Linked DNA regions of Danio rerio: region 2 is linked to region 1. A link is a contact called in public Hi-C data. All regions are on one chromosome and are shown on one strand. The core of a region is the stretch at or near the end of the contact, and the rest is flanking DNA. Distances in the headings are between cores, read along the strand shown.

The links. Hi-C and Micro-C count contacts between places; a contact is called where the count stands out from the background.
Region 2: a Hi-C map of hematopoietic stem cells shows a contact between it and region 1, with 2.5 times the contacts expected there. The contact joins the enhancer-like site here to the promoter of cds2 in region 1. A contact is called at or near these places in 3 of 18 Hi-C or Micro-C datasets (caudal fin, hematopoietic stem cells and an unstated tissue).

Annotation. Positions count from the first base shown.
Region 1 is chr5:21,871,582-21,879,055 of GRCz12tu, forward strand. cds2 (CDP-diacylglycerol synthase (phosphatidate cytidylyltransferase) 2) reads left to right here and starts at 3,703. Exons shown (of 13, transcript NM_201186.1): 1 at 3,703-3,878. The coding sequence starts at 3,813. It overlaps hs3st1l2 (heparan sulfate (glucosamine) 3-O-sulfotransferase 1-like 2), which reads left to right. Exons shown (of 2, transcript NM_001039926.1): 2 at 1-524.
Region 2 is chr5:21,920,912-21,928,385 of GRCz12tu, forward strand. arhgap25 (Rho GTPase activating protein 25) reads left to right here. Exons shown (of 10, transcript NM_001126404.1): 4 at 419-623; 5 at 3,644-3,776; 6 at 3,868-3,932; 7 at 4,023-4,144. Among named protein-coding and RNA genes, the nearest start is that of arhgap25, 13 kb to the left of the region's middle. Within about 2 kb of position 3,315, at least 15 of the 62 cell types and tissues checked have an H3K27ac peak or open chromatin away from gene starts, as enhancers often do.

The DNA of each region.
Region 1 (7,474 bases), core at 2,453-4,952:
TGGAGAACAGAGTAGATCTGAAGGACTTAATGTGCTTTAAAAAAAACTCTTTGAATCACTTTTGAACTCCGAAAGTCTTCGTTCAAACAGACTATTGATGCGGAAATGAGGATGAATGCATTGGCAGTTTGTGAAGAGAATGAACTTGAAAACTTAAGCTTGAAGACACAATGTGGATAAGCACTAAGAATTGCATTCATTAACTGAAATGTTTCTTCCAGTGGTACTTGAAACATTTATCAACTACTCTGCTTTTGTCAGCTGTAATTACTGTAGTTTAATCATTTAATTCTCATGTTAAATATACTAATTTGTACCTGAGCATTTTATTTACAGTTTTAAATAGAAATGTCTATTTTTAAATTAATTGGTCCTTTACATTGAGATCTTTCTTAATGTCATAAGTTACTGCACTACAAAATTGTTTTCTATTCAATAAACATGTACATAAAACATTTCACATCTGTTTATCTAAACTCTGAAATTTCACATGCATTAGGCAATAACACATTGTTACATGAAAACATCTGTGTCTGTTTTTTTTTTCCAGGTATCCACATGCCTGTATTATCTTATGCTCCAGTAACTGCAAAGCTTAGTTCAGCCACCTTTTGACTATAAGATTTTTTTTTTTTTTTAAGTGAAATTAAATGAAAGATGATGCGCTCAGTGATTTTTGTTCATGTTTCTCTGCTGCTGCCTACTGATATGACTAAAGCCGTAATCTCGTGGGTGCACATGACTTTATTCAAAAATGTTTCAAAAAGCTTAGTTGGTCTAACTCAAAAGGCCTGCACCTACGGCCACCACGACCTATTTTTAAAGGTTTAAATGAAGTATATTTAAAGGCCATTTTTTAATATGTTAGAAACAAAAGATGCTCGTGGCTTGTAACTTTGTTTATGTTTAAAGGAGCGACTGAAATCCTGAAATTTTGCTACTTAAATCGTAGACACGCAGGTAGGATCATATGGATGATGTTTACATGTACGTCCGGAAGATGGCGGTGTTTAATCTGTTTATGTGTAACTGGTATAGGAGAAAGTCAACAGAAACGCCCTGTACACGTAATCAAACAATTTGACGCTTAAAACAATTTCAAATCAACAGAAATTAAATGTTTGAATGTTAAAACTTTTATAGGCCCAGATGATTTTAGTTTACTTAAGATGAGGCCAAGATTTGGCCAATTTCATTAGATCACGTGAGGTGCTTTAAATGGCATTAAAGGGATATTTCACCCTAAAAATGACAATTTACTTACTATTTACTTACACAAAGTGGTTTCAAACTTTTATGAAATTCTTTTGATCACAAAAGAAGATGTATATAATACTGAAAGTCAATTACTGTTGTAAAATCATCTGTTTAACATAAATAAAAAAACAAACCCCTTTGAGGTGCTTCCCTTAAATGACCAATCTGCTGTAATTTAGACCATTTAAGATGTGCCATTTTTCAACAATACTTGCTAGAATGTATCATCATATCACCACGGTCTTCAGCTAAAAAATATTCTTTAATGTTCTGTTGAAAATACTCACCTCTAATGACCTGAGAATGAGTAAATGAACAGCAAATCTCCATTTCTGAATGGACCATCCCATCAACACTTGCCAGAAGCTAGTTCTAGATCTCTCACATGGTTGCCCACTAAAGCCAAGCAGGGCTGCGTATGGTCAGTACCTGGATGGGAGACCTCATGGGAAAGCTAGTTGATGCTGGAAATGGTGTTAGTGAGACCAGCAGGAGGGGCTCAACCTGTGGTCTCTGTGGGTCCTAACACCCCAGTGTATTGATGGGGACTCTACATAGATATATAGACTAGATATTGCTTGCGTCAATAGTACTGCCACATTTAAGTTCTTCCAGGACAAATGTCATTCAACTGCACTAAGACTAAAGCCAATGTGAAGATGCTGGACTTTTGCGCTGTATACGGGTCTAGTAACGAGCAAACAAAGAAAACAAAGCGCGAAGGCTGAACATTTCATTGGTAAGATTTAGTTTTTTACAATTTTGTGTTACAAACTTTTGTGCTAAATAAGTATTGATGATAATACGGTCACTTACTGCACTGACCATACGGCAAAGTAGCACCAACTTGCACTAAATATCAGGCGTATGCTAATTTTGTTGAATAAAATTTAGCTAGCAATGTAAATGAAATATGAAAACAATATGCTGCAGTGCTAGAAACTTGTATTATTGTCGGCTAAGTGAATGAGCCGTTCATAACAGAAATTCATTCACAAATGAATTGCTTCCTTTTTTATATATCCTTAAAATACATTTCCATGCACACAAACACATGCTCTTTGTCGGCAATGCCCGTGCAGTTACTTATCCATCGATGCAGAAAAGGGATGTAAAATGATAAATTTTGTCATTTAAAAAAAATTGCATATACTGACCACTGGGTAATAGTATCTGGATGCAGTCTTTATGATGCAAGCTGAGATTGCATCACTCAGCGATGCAATGTCAGATACAATGCACTTTAATGGAGCTAGTGGCATTACTTTGAGGGGTGGGGTAAACTGAGCCAATTAAAAAGCATTGGATGCAGCTCAGATTACACTGCACCAGGTCTGTATCCTGACCCCTCTCGGAAACCCTCAATCATAGATTATATGTAAATATGTGTATATATCTCTGGCTCTGGATGGCCAGTCCTCCACTGCACCCTGATTTCACATTCATTTCAAAGAAGTGCTATCCTGTACTTAAAAGGCGGCTCTATTGACGCATTCCTTCCAATAGACAACAACAGCGTATGGGACATCCAATGTAAATATCTATGGGGACTCTATACTGCTCAGTGAAGTCCTTAGAAAAAAAAGAGTAAGGGCCGAATTTCCCCACTGGCCTCTGTCCATCATGGCCCTCTAACCATCCCCATGTCATCCTAGTCTGCTTTCCACCAAACAGCTGCTGTGTGGTGTGCGGTTTGGCGCAATATGGCTGTCGTCACATGCACATGGATCCTACACAATGGTGGTGGATGAGATTTTTTTTTATAGGAGCGCTTTATAAAATGTAAGGAATTAATATTAGGATCAGTTCACATTTTTCAAGAAAGTGCAGATTAAATTGTAAGATTTGTTATTAGCAATAGCATGTTAGTATATCTATTCAATATATGTTGTTATATTTTAAATATAACAATGAAAACAATTCATTTTATTTTATTTTTTGCTAAAAATAGTTGAATGGAAGCATCTTAACCCACTACTAAGGTAAACTGTTATCTCTTTCTCTCTCTCTCCCTCTCTCTCTGTCTCTCTCAGTATATACAATGTGTCAGTATTTATTACAATAAAAATACCATGGTTGAATAATGACAGTCAAATCATTTAATATAAAATTATAATCTTATTGTAGGCTTAATTTTTAATTGTTATAAATTGAGAGCTCATGATAGCATAATAGCAATAGTCTAAGAATTTAGCTTAATTAACAAGTACATGATGATGATGAATAAATGCATAATAATGAAACAAATTACAATAATGATTTAATTAAATTTCCACTTTAGAAAAACAGCCGTTTTTCTCGAAATATCTAATTAATTAATGTCCACAATCTTCCTTCTCATTTTTCATTAACAATCCTCATCTATCCTCATCTATCTGCCTGTTTTGACGCTACTCACCACTGGTGGCGCTCGTTCACTCGCTCTCGTTCTCTCTGCACGCATGCGCAGTCTCGATCTCCCTTTCCCGTCCCAATAACAATCATTGAAAACGAACAGCAACCCCCCAAAGATTGCTTCTTCGCCAGGCCTCTATTTTCACCAAACCGAGCCCACCATGACAGAATTACGACAGCGAGGAGCGACGGATAAAGAGCTGAAGCATCAACACTCGGAGGATAAGGTAACGTTTCAGAATGAGGCACAGAGATGTATGTTGTTATAGCTTTCATATGAGCTACATGCTGTCATACATGGAAAGACACAAGCGGTTATATAGATCGTCATGTTTATGAATCTGTTGTCATGTCACGGCACGACAGGAAAATACAAGCGTTTAAGTCGTTGGTTTGCTGAGTGATTGTATTATATGAGAGGATAATAAAGCAGATTAGAGCTCATGTTGAGAGTCTGAGCATCATCATGAGTCACGAGCTGATGTTCTTCCTGTCCTGCTCAAATACTTGAAGGTTTCCTGCCCGTATGTCCCAGCAAAACAAACCCTAACACTGTATTCCTTGCAGTTGCTAAAATGAAGTTAAATGGCATGAACAATCCTAGTACTGTTGAGGGCAGCGAGGTTAAAACTCTTCCCTGTGAGCTGTGCTTTCAGCAGAGTTTGGGGGCTTCTGGAGTACATGGACTGATCCTTACACTGTCTGGATCTAAAGGTTGAAAATATGGAGAATGGGAGAGATGTGGGCAGATGGGTGAGTCAACATTCATGTGTCAGGAGTGCTTGACCTGTAGGCATGAGCTCAGACCTTTCAACATCACAGTGTATAAATACTCTTTTTGACTTCACATACTTGAAGACTCATCCGAGTGGCTTGTAATAATCAGTTAATGTTTTGTATTTGTGGAATCTTTACAGATTTGTTTTTTAGTGTATTGAATATTTCAGGATATATTTCATCAGTCAGATGTGATAAAGCACTATAATCTTAGGAATTCTTAGTACTTGCGTACAGTTTTCTGTATATGTCAATATCCATGGTCAATAATTTCTGAGAATTTCCTTGGTCATTTCGATTTGTGTGGCTCAGCAAAAATCTTCCATGTGTATGTTATGTTTCTTTTATAATTTACTTTAAAATAGAGAAATAAGCACAACAACCACTTATATCTTTAGGGCAACCAACATGCAGATGAAAAATCAAAGAATTTTATTAAAATATATATTTTAAACATAGTTTTACCTTGCTAGTGTAGTGTAAGTTTGTACAATGATAAATAGAATAATTTTCAAATGACTTGGTCATGCAAATTTCTCCTTGTGCTGCCTTCGTTCGCATATCAGATTCAGTGGTCAGGCAAATGGATTGTATTTTGCTGCCTAGTGTCTGTCTTTTTTCTTTTTAAATTTACTTGAAAGTTTGCATTACATTTTGGTGCTTATCTAGGCTTGCAGTCCTTCTAAATTCTAAAATATATCAGAGTATAATAGAATTTCTATCATTGTGGATTAAGTTTTTAAAATTAGAAATTACAAATCAGAATCTTTTTTTAAGGCTAATGTCAATGTTAGATTCTCTCAATTTTAATGTAATGTAATCAGTTTTGACTTTGTTAAAGAGGTGTTTCCTCCAAAAATATTATTTAATCACCCTTAAGGCTGATTTATACTTCTTTGTCAAGCACACGCATATGCTCCGGTGCAGCCTGCGTGCAGTCGCATAGCCCTTAAGCCTCTTTTTCACTGCACACGACAAGCGACAGACCGGAAGTCATTAATTTCCAATGGAGAGTAGGCCGGGAGCTGCGTGGAGTTCAGATCATTTCCGTATGTGGAAAATTCGGATCCGAATTGAGCTGTGGATCTGTTGAAACTCCTAAGAATAGACCATATATGATCGGCTGACTGGATGTAATGTATTTTATTGTTGTCCAAGCAGGTCTGTGTATGTGAGATGACAAATATTAGTTGTTGTTGTTGTTGTTGTTTTTAATCAGAAAAAGTCTGTTTAAAAAAACTTTTCTATCCATAAATGAGTAAAAAAAATTTATTATGTTGTCTCCACATTCCCTCCAATATTTTTAGCGGTCTATGAGTTTCTAGTATTCATTCACTCAACCATGGTGAACACACAGAGAATAAAGGTTCGTTTTGCACTCTTATTTAGGACTCTGTTAGAACAGCTTCTCTCCCATGGTGCACAACAAAACTGAAAATTCTGTGTGTGTGATTGCCACAAGACGGCATATTCCGACAGTCGTGTCTAAATGTCATGTGTAGTGGAAAGGCGGCTTCACTGTGGCTGATGGCGACGCAGACACACACTTTTCAGGACTCACAAGTGTTGAGTCCTGAAAAGGAGCTCCAAACGGAAACTTTTGTTTTGTGTTTATCTTATAATTAAAGTCATTGCATGTCCGCCGGTTCCTGGCTCTGAATGAGTGAGTTTTAGCTACTTGTACATTAAGGTTGCGTTCAGAAAAAATTAAAACATTAATGAAGAAACTCTGCACAGAGGAACATTTAAACCTACTGCCAGCTAGCGTTTCAGTTGTTTAGTGTTACTGGAGAGCAACACAAACAGCACACAGAAATATAAATGCATGCTACGCACAAGGCAGCCGCCACGGGTCACGCCGATTACTCGATGCATAAGTATAAACCCTCTTATGGTACACAAACCCTGTAAAACAAAAAATACATGAATTACTGGATTCTGTTGTGTGGACACATTTGTCGGTGGCATTAAAAAAACTAATTCTTATTTTAAAAAAAAAAACAATTGTTTGGGGTCAGTTGGCATTTCTGTGTGGAGTTTGCATGTTCTCCCCGTGTTAGTAAAAGGACTTATCCGAAACGAAAATGAATGAATGAATGAATGAAAATTGTGTGGTCACACAGCCTGATCTCACGAGGAAAGGTAATCATTATACGTTTTGTCGGTTTAGTGGCTAATTCGTACAAATTTGTTTAAGTTCTGTCATCATTGGGGGATGAGCAAATCGTACTGAATTGCAGGAATGAGATCATACGAATTCATACAAATTAGCCACTGAATCAAAAAGTTACGAATTGCCATGAGATCGTGTTGGGTCACACCATTTTGCATACAAAGGTTTTTTGAGTTGGATTTTCCCAAGGTACTAAACAGATTTGTGTTTGTGTTGCTGTGAGAGTTCGAGCATTGTAAGAATTCATCCAAGAGGCAAGAGAGCCCTGCTGGGTTTATTAAATTATAGTACACTATGCAATTGTAATGAAACCAAGAAAGCATGCCTCACTTTGTCTCAGTTGATTTTAGCTGAAGGAAACTGCAAATGTGGACACATCTTCCATATGTGCTTGATTTAATGTTTAATTTCAAAACCACAGGCATTAATAGTTCATTTGTGGCTATAACAGCTTCTCTATTGTCATTACAATTCATCCCAAATTTGTTCCTTGGAGTTCAAGTTTGGTCTATTCAAATTCTTCTACTGGATATTAAATAATTTGCTGCATACTGTGACGCTGTTCCACTGAAAGTCACCTTGCTCTTTTAGTTTGCTCCATTCTTATGTAAATATTTGTCTAGGGAGGTTGTGTGGCATATATTTGATTTTGTGCTGTAATACAGGAATTTAGTTGAGATTATTCACGAGACATCCTGGTCTTATATTTCTCAAATTAGTCAAAAAATGGATAAACAACTGGGCCAGAATTCATTGTTTAGAGGGAATAAAATCATCATTTAGATACAAAAAATTAAGTTGAGTAAAAATATACTTATTGCTGTTCCTTAATATTTGCATATTTTATAGATATAAAAAAATCCAAACCCTTTC
Region 2 (7,474 bases), core at 2,065-4,564, 49 kb after region 1:
CTATAGTTCTGTTAGGACACTTAAGTCATTTTTAAAATAATTTTCCTTAGAAAAAACATTACTGGTATCCATCCAAAACAAACTTAATGAGTAGTATGTAGATCAGTCCGTGCAAGATCAGTCTGTGCAAGTTTCTTTTGTCTGAAATAAAAAAATCTGACTTTTATTTTAGTCTGGGACCAACGTTTTGACTTTTTATAGATTTAACCCTAAAAGGGTTTATGTATTCCCTGAGATTCAAACATTTAAAGCTATATTATGAATAATGTACACATTTATTAAAACAAATATGCATACACATGATTAGATAACACTTAACTTTAAAAGAAAACGTTATAGTTTTTATAAACAAAATCAATTTTGCCCCTTTTAGGGCTAAGCCTGCAATGCAATAAAATGGTTTTTTCTTTCTTCAAAGTATTTGGGAAAAGCCTTTCAGACATCATGGTGTATGAGAGAAAATTTGGGGCTCGTCTGGTGCCCATCCTGGTAGAGAAGTGTGCTGAATTCATCAGAGAGCATGGTCTGGTTGAGGAGGGCATCTTCCGCCTGCCAGGACAGGACAACCAGGTGAAGCAGTTCAGAGAAGCCTTTGACGCTGGAGAAAGACCCTCATTCCCCAGGTAAAGTTGCACATGTCTAGGTGACTTTGTGCAAAATTACTCAGAGATGTGTGTAGAAAACTAATTAGAATTTTATTAACAAAATATTGCTGTATTGCTTGTCCAGTAATATATATATATATATATATATATATATATATATATATATATATATATATATATATATATATATATATATATATATATATATATATATATATATAATTTATAATATATAATTTATAATATATAATGTCATGTATCCTGACATTTACAATGTACTTCAAAGAATACCATGATACTACCATGTTGCACTACTATTTGGGTTCAGTTTGGGTCAGTAAGATTTTTCATGTCTCTTGCCATGGCTGCATTTATTTCATCAAAAATATTGTTAAATAGTATTACATCTATACATGACAATTTGGAAGAAATCTGTTATCGTTCCTATAGCTAAAAGTAAGTTTCCCGGGAGTCAAATGATTTCAGACCTGTTGCCCGTACCTCATTAGTTATGAAGTGTTTCGAGAGAATTATTAAAGGTGAGATTTTATTGCAGTCAAAGGACAAATTTAATTCATTGCAGTTTGCATTCAGACAGAGCAGGGGGGTTGAAGATGCTAATCTTACACTGTTAAATGACCTGTTTAATCATCTGGTGAAGTCTAAGACCCATGCCAGATTGTTGTTTATTAATTTCTCTTCTGCTTTTAATACTATGAAGCCACATTTGTTGGTTGAGAAATTAATTTCTCTTTTTAACTTGGATTTTAATGTTTGTGAATGGTTTCTGGATTTTTTAGTAAGACGCTTGCAGTGTGTCAGAGACAATGGTGCTCTTTCTAACTTACAGTATTGTTCTACTGGGTTCCCTCAAGGTTGTTGCCTCTCACCTCTTCTGTTCGTCATGTGTATTAATGATTGTCGGAGTATATACTGTACGGGAACTGTCATATCATAAAGTATGCTGATGATTCGGTGATTGTGAGTCTCCTCCGCGATCAGGATTTTGGGGCATGGTCCTGTTGTAGAAGAATTTACTTCCTGGTGTGATAGATTTTCTCTCCAGTTGAATGTAAATAAAACAAAAGACATGGTGATAGATTACAGGAAGGCTTCTCCTACCCCCAACATAACAAAACTTAAAGGCTTGGACATTGAAATTGTGGACACACATATATATCTAGGGGTTGTTATTGACAATATGTTGACATTTCAACCTAACACTCAGGCTGTTTATAAAAAGTCCAACAAAGACTGTTTTTTTCTGAGGAAACTCGGATCTTTTCAGGTTTGTACCTCTATGATGACATTTTTCAGAAACAATTAATTGAATCTGTTTTATCTTTCTGCATTGTAGCTTGGTACAGTAATCTAAGTGTGTTAAACAAGAACAGGTTAAGTAGCGTGGTGAAGGTGGCAGTGAAGATCATTGGTTTTAACCAAACTGGTCCAACGGTAATTTACCATACTGGTGTTTAAAAGAGAACCCAGGGTATCCTATGCACCCTGGATCACCCTTTGTACTCTGTGTTTTAGCCATCAGGACGTCATTTTAGAGTTTGTAGGACAAATAGAGTTAGAAATTCTTTTATAATAGTGACCACTAGGTCATTAAATGAGTCCAGGGGGAGGGAGATGCACCTACAATGTGATTTATTGTATGTTGTGGGGTAATATTTTATCAATGTGTACATGGAAGTTCGTCTGTGTCACAGCACCTTGCTGCAGTTTTAGTTTCCCTACACGTGATAATAAAGTTGAGTCTGAGTCTTTTCAATAGCTATTTTCCATTTTAGTATTTTAAAATTTGAATTCATTTTTCATCAATAAATGAAGAGATGCAAAAACCTCTAAAAGCCATTTGATATTTTCTTCTAAAATTATAGTTTTTCTCAGTTGCTCAGTAATTTTACTTTTATAGTGACGAACAAGTTATTTTCATTGACTTTCAGGTGAAATAACTGAACATAAACTTGAAAAAAGTTGTCATTTTAGGCCATATTTCAGAAGGCATTTAGATGTTTTTGCATCTGAACTCTTCAAATATTTATTACTGCAGTCTTCAATGTCACATGATTCTTCTACTTTGCATGTTTTCTGATTTCGATCAATGTTGAAAACTATTTTCATTTTTGTATAGTCTGGATTCTTTAATAAGGAGAAAGTTCAATAGGAAGCATATATTTGATTTTAAAAACCTTGATACTGCATATGAAGTATGCATATTATCATTCTCAAAAGTGAAGAGTTAATGTAAAATGATCAGTTATAAAACATTATGATTGTCTTGTACACTGCTGTTACAGTTATGGATTTCTTGTTTCATTTTCTTGCCCCATTCAGCTTGACATGCTTTCATTGTTCTTTCCCCCATTAGTTTATTGATATGACTGTTTATCTGGTTATAGTATTAAAAAATTTGACAGTTAATTTGTTTTGAATTGTGTTGGATTAGTCCTCCCTGGTCAAGAGGAAATTACACAAATAATTAAATTAATTTCTAACAAGAAATCAAGAAACAATCACCATCTTCTAAAATGTTTCACACCTCTTTTTTTATGTCAGATGGCCAGTGTTTACAGTCTTCTATTTTTAAAAATTTTTTTTTTTTTTAAGCTTGCATGAGAATGGGGCTTTTATGTGGATAACCACACACTACATGACCATTTATGGTGAAACACAATGCAGACTGCTTTTAAGAGGAAGTAGTGTAGGTAAAGGGTTTGACCCAAAAAGTTTGTTCTAGATTTGAGCAAGGGAGAGAGAGAGTGACATGTGAAAGCAAGAGAACGAATGCTGGGTAAAATGATTGAGAGGGAGATACAAATGCAGAGTGTTTCAGAGGAACCTTCTATGCATTGAACTGTGGCTGAGCCACATCCTGTCCTGACTAACAAAGATCTTGCCATTCAACGCACGCACATATCAGATATCAAACCACTGCAATCCTAAACATGAACATATATTTAGACTGAAAAAACAACGTTCATAGACATCAATATCAAATTAAAAGTTCGTTCAAACCTTTTTGGATGCAGTGACACTGATGTCCACACGGTGGCGTCATTACTCAAGCTGTACCTGAGAGAGCTTCCTGAACCCGTTGTGCCCTGGACTCAATATCAGGACTTTCTTGACAGCACTCTGATGCTGGATGCCACCACCGCAGCTGTGAGAATCACCTTCACAAAACATTGTCTTTCAGATGAGTGTTGATTTTACGACTAACTGCATTTAATCTGATCAATCCAAGGGCAAAGAGAAGCTGGAGAAACAAATTAGTTTACTGCCAAAAGTGAACTACAACCTCCTGAGTTACATCTGCAGGTATGAATCATTCTAAAAATGTAAAAAGAAAATGCACTGATAACATTAACATCTGCCTCGTATGACGTATGGTCATGTTTGTTATTGCAGATTCCTTTTTGAGGTCCAGCAAAACTCAAAGGTGAATAAGATGAGTGTTGAGAATTTGGCCACAGTGATGGGAGTGAACTTGTTCAAACCACAAGTCGAGGATGCTATTAGTATGATGAAAGGTCAGTTATCATCCTAAAATGGATAAAATATTATAGCCAAGCTTTACAGACATGGCTTAAGGTTACTCCTAGACTAAATTGCTTGTTTGAGCTGTAAAATACTTGCACTTAAACAAATTATGAAACTGTATTTAAGCGACTTAAATACATAAAGTAATAACAAACTTTCCATTCAACTTTTGGTCCCCAATAATATACAACAAACTAATTTGTAATTTTTTTTTACGTATTTAACAGCTTTGAACTTAAAGACATCGAACCTGTTGAAAAAGAAACACTAAAATATAAAAGAAATGAAGAAATAAACAAAAATCCACTATTTTATTTAGTACTTTTACACTACTCAGGAGCTATATACCACCTGGCACCCACGAACAGGTAAAAGCTGATCCATACAATTAATGACAATTTTACAAGGCAAAAGCCGAATCTCAGAAATGTGTGGAGATTTAGAAATCCTGGTTGAACACATTTTTTTAGCCTAAAATAGAGGACATGTCTGGGGAAAAGATGACGTTAGGTCACCCTATTACTTACATTTAGCTAGTACTGTCTTTATTTAAATTAAGAAAGATGCTGAAAACATTCATTAAATATTTTACCCATATTAATATGACAGCATCATACAGCAGATTTTCTGTAATTTTCCAACACATTCCAAAGGTGCTCTACTGGATTGACTTTAGGTGACTGTAGAGGACATTTTGGTATAATAAACTTACGAACTCAGTCATGTTGAAAAAAACTCACTAGCATGATAAATGGATGGTTATGATCAACAACTCAGGTTGTCTGTGTTTTATAAATGATGCTCGGTTAATACTAATACTATTAATACAAAATGTTTTAAGAATACCTCCACTCGCTTACAAGCTGCTTATGTAAATGCTTGCCCAAGCAACCATATGTCCCAGAAGAAATGTTGCAGATTGATCATATGAAGTGACAATGGTGTGTTCATCTGCTTCAATGTTTGATGTGTTGTATATACAGCAGTGGTGTAAAGAGAACTGAAAAATCAAACACAAGTAAAAGCACCTTTTCTAATTACTCAAAAGATAGCGCCTCTAAAAGTATTCAAGAGTAGTGAGAATTACACTGAAAATTATTTCATGTTTTATCTTGCAAATTAAAAATGTAGCTTACATCAGTACTATTTCCATTAAAGTGTGTTTCTAAATTAAAGTTCAATTATTTAATAATCAATCAATAATTTAAAATGTGAGATGAGTTTAATGTGAAATCACATTACATTAATATATGTACCTATAATAAGCCAACAGAAAGCAGGTTGATACGTTAAGCAGGTGGAGCAAAATCTCGGTATAGGGGCAAAAATCTACCTGTGGTGATATGTAAATGCTCTTTAAACCCTAACTAACAAGATAAGAGTGTTCAGCAGTTGGAGCTACAAACCAAGCTCATGCACCGCTAATAGAAAACATGAAATTTGTGCAATTTGTAAAAGGAACATTCTGTAGTGCATTTAGCTAATGTTTAAGGGCATTTCATGATTTCATCATACAGTAGCATTCCTTATCTTCTTCATCAGTGACATACAAGTAGCCCTAACCAGGGATCTGCAACCTTTTTCGTAGCACAGACAGGTGTTTGTATACATTTTCTGCAGACCTAGGAGGGGTGTTAGGCAATGTATTTTGATTGGTATTTAGGTGAAATTACAATTTACAAACTACATCAAACTAATACAAATCACCATAATAGATAGAGAGACTCTTTTTTTCCCTCTCATGCTGTTGTAACTGAATTGAATGAAGATAGGCACTGCGCCCCACATTGTAAATATGTTGCTAAATATGTAAATATGTTGCTAACACAAATAGATGCCGAGTGCTGCCCCGGTGCTGTAGCTCATCTGCTTCAAGGTTAGATGTGTTGTGCATACAGCAGTGGTGTAAAGAGCACTGCAAAATCACACCCAAGTAAAACTGCCATTACTTGCCAAAAACTTTACTAGTTACTAGCCTCTCTAAAAGTGCTCAAGAGTAGTGAGAATTAAACTGAAAATGATTCCACCTTATATCCTGCGATTTAAAAATGTAGCTCATATCAGCCTCGTTTTCTTTTAAGTGTGTTTCTAAGTTAATGTTCAGTTATTTTCCAGTCATTCACTATAAATTTAAAATGTGAGATTAATTTAACGTAAAAATCACATTACATTAATATATGTACTTATAACAATCCCAACACATATAGATGCCAAATGCTGTCCACCGGGACATAACCTAGTAGAAAACATTTAGAAATATTTCAAATTATATTATTGGAGTGGCACAATGTATTTGCATCAGTCTGCAATATTCACATATACTGTATGGAACTATGGATATTGGTTACTTAACGGGTAAATCATAATAAAGTGGGAGTAATTTTGCATTCTTGTGGCCAGGTAGAAACTCTGTACTGGATCAATACTAGTCAACAGGGTCGCAACACAGTGGTTGGGAACCCCTGGTCTAAAATGTCTTCAGTTATCGTGTGTAATGACTTTGCATCTTCTTAGACACTGTTGATGCTTGCACACTGTACATATCTAAACTGCATTTATGAAAATGTTAGTGTTTTGAGGCCTGTCTGACATGCGAATGCTTTTTTTTCTATGTGCAACTTGATGGGAATCCCAGGACTGAGTGTTCTACTTACCCAATCATTTGTTTCTGTAGACTAGAAAAAAATGAAGTATTTACTACAAAGTGAGGAAAATAGCACTGTAAAAGTACCAGTGCGGCACTTAAAATGTACTCAAGTAAAAGTACAAATTTGAAAAACTGCTTAGTGAAGTAATTCCTGAGCAAAAAAAAACTAAATTATAGTCATTGGATTATCATTGTATTATATTGGAAATTTGTCACTTTACACCACTGGTATTTGTTTGTATGGAGTGGTTGTCTTGTCTGTCTAATATCTGGCATCAAGGCATATTTGTCTGCAGAAATGCCACTTACTGGAAATTTTCTTTTTTTTTTAAGCTAGAGTTTTGCATGAAAATCTCAGTTAATCAAAGCTTTCTGAGAAATCACCAGCAGCCATATTGTACCACACCTAATAAAGTGGCCAATGAGTCTATATAGCATACAAACAGTTCATTATTACAGAGTCGTTTCTGGTAAAATGATACACACATTTTTGCTAAAAGTATTAGTATTTTGTACAATAAAATGATCAGCTAGGTGTATGCTTTAAACTAATGATGATATTTTGTTGTTTAACTTGCCTCACTCCATCTTCCTGTTTCAACACAAAATACGGTAACAGGAAAACATGCATTCATCGTGTATTTCAATGGAACTGCACAAATGTGTGAATGTG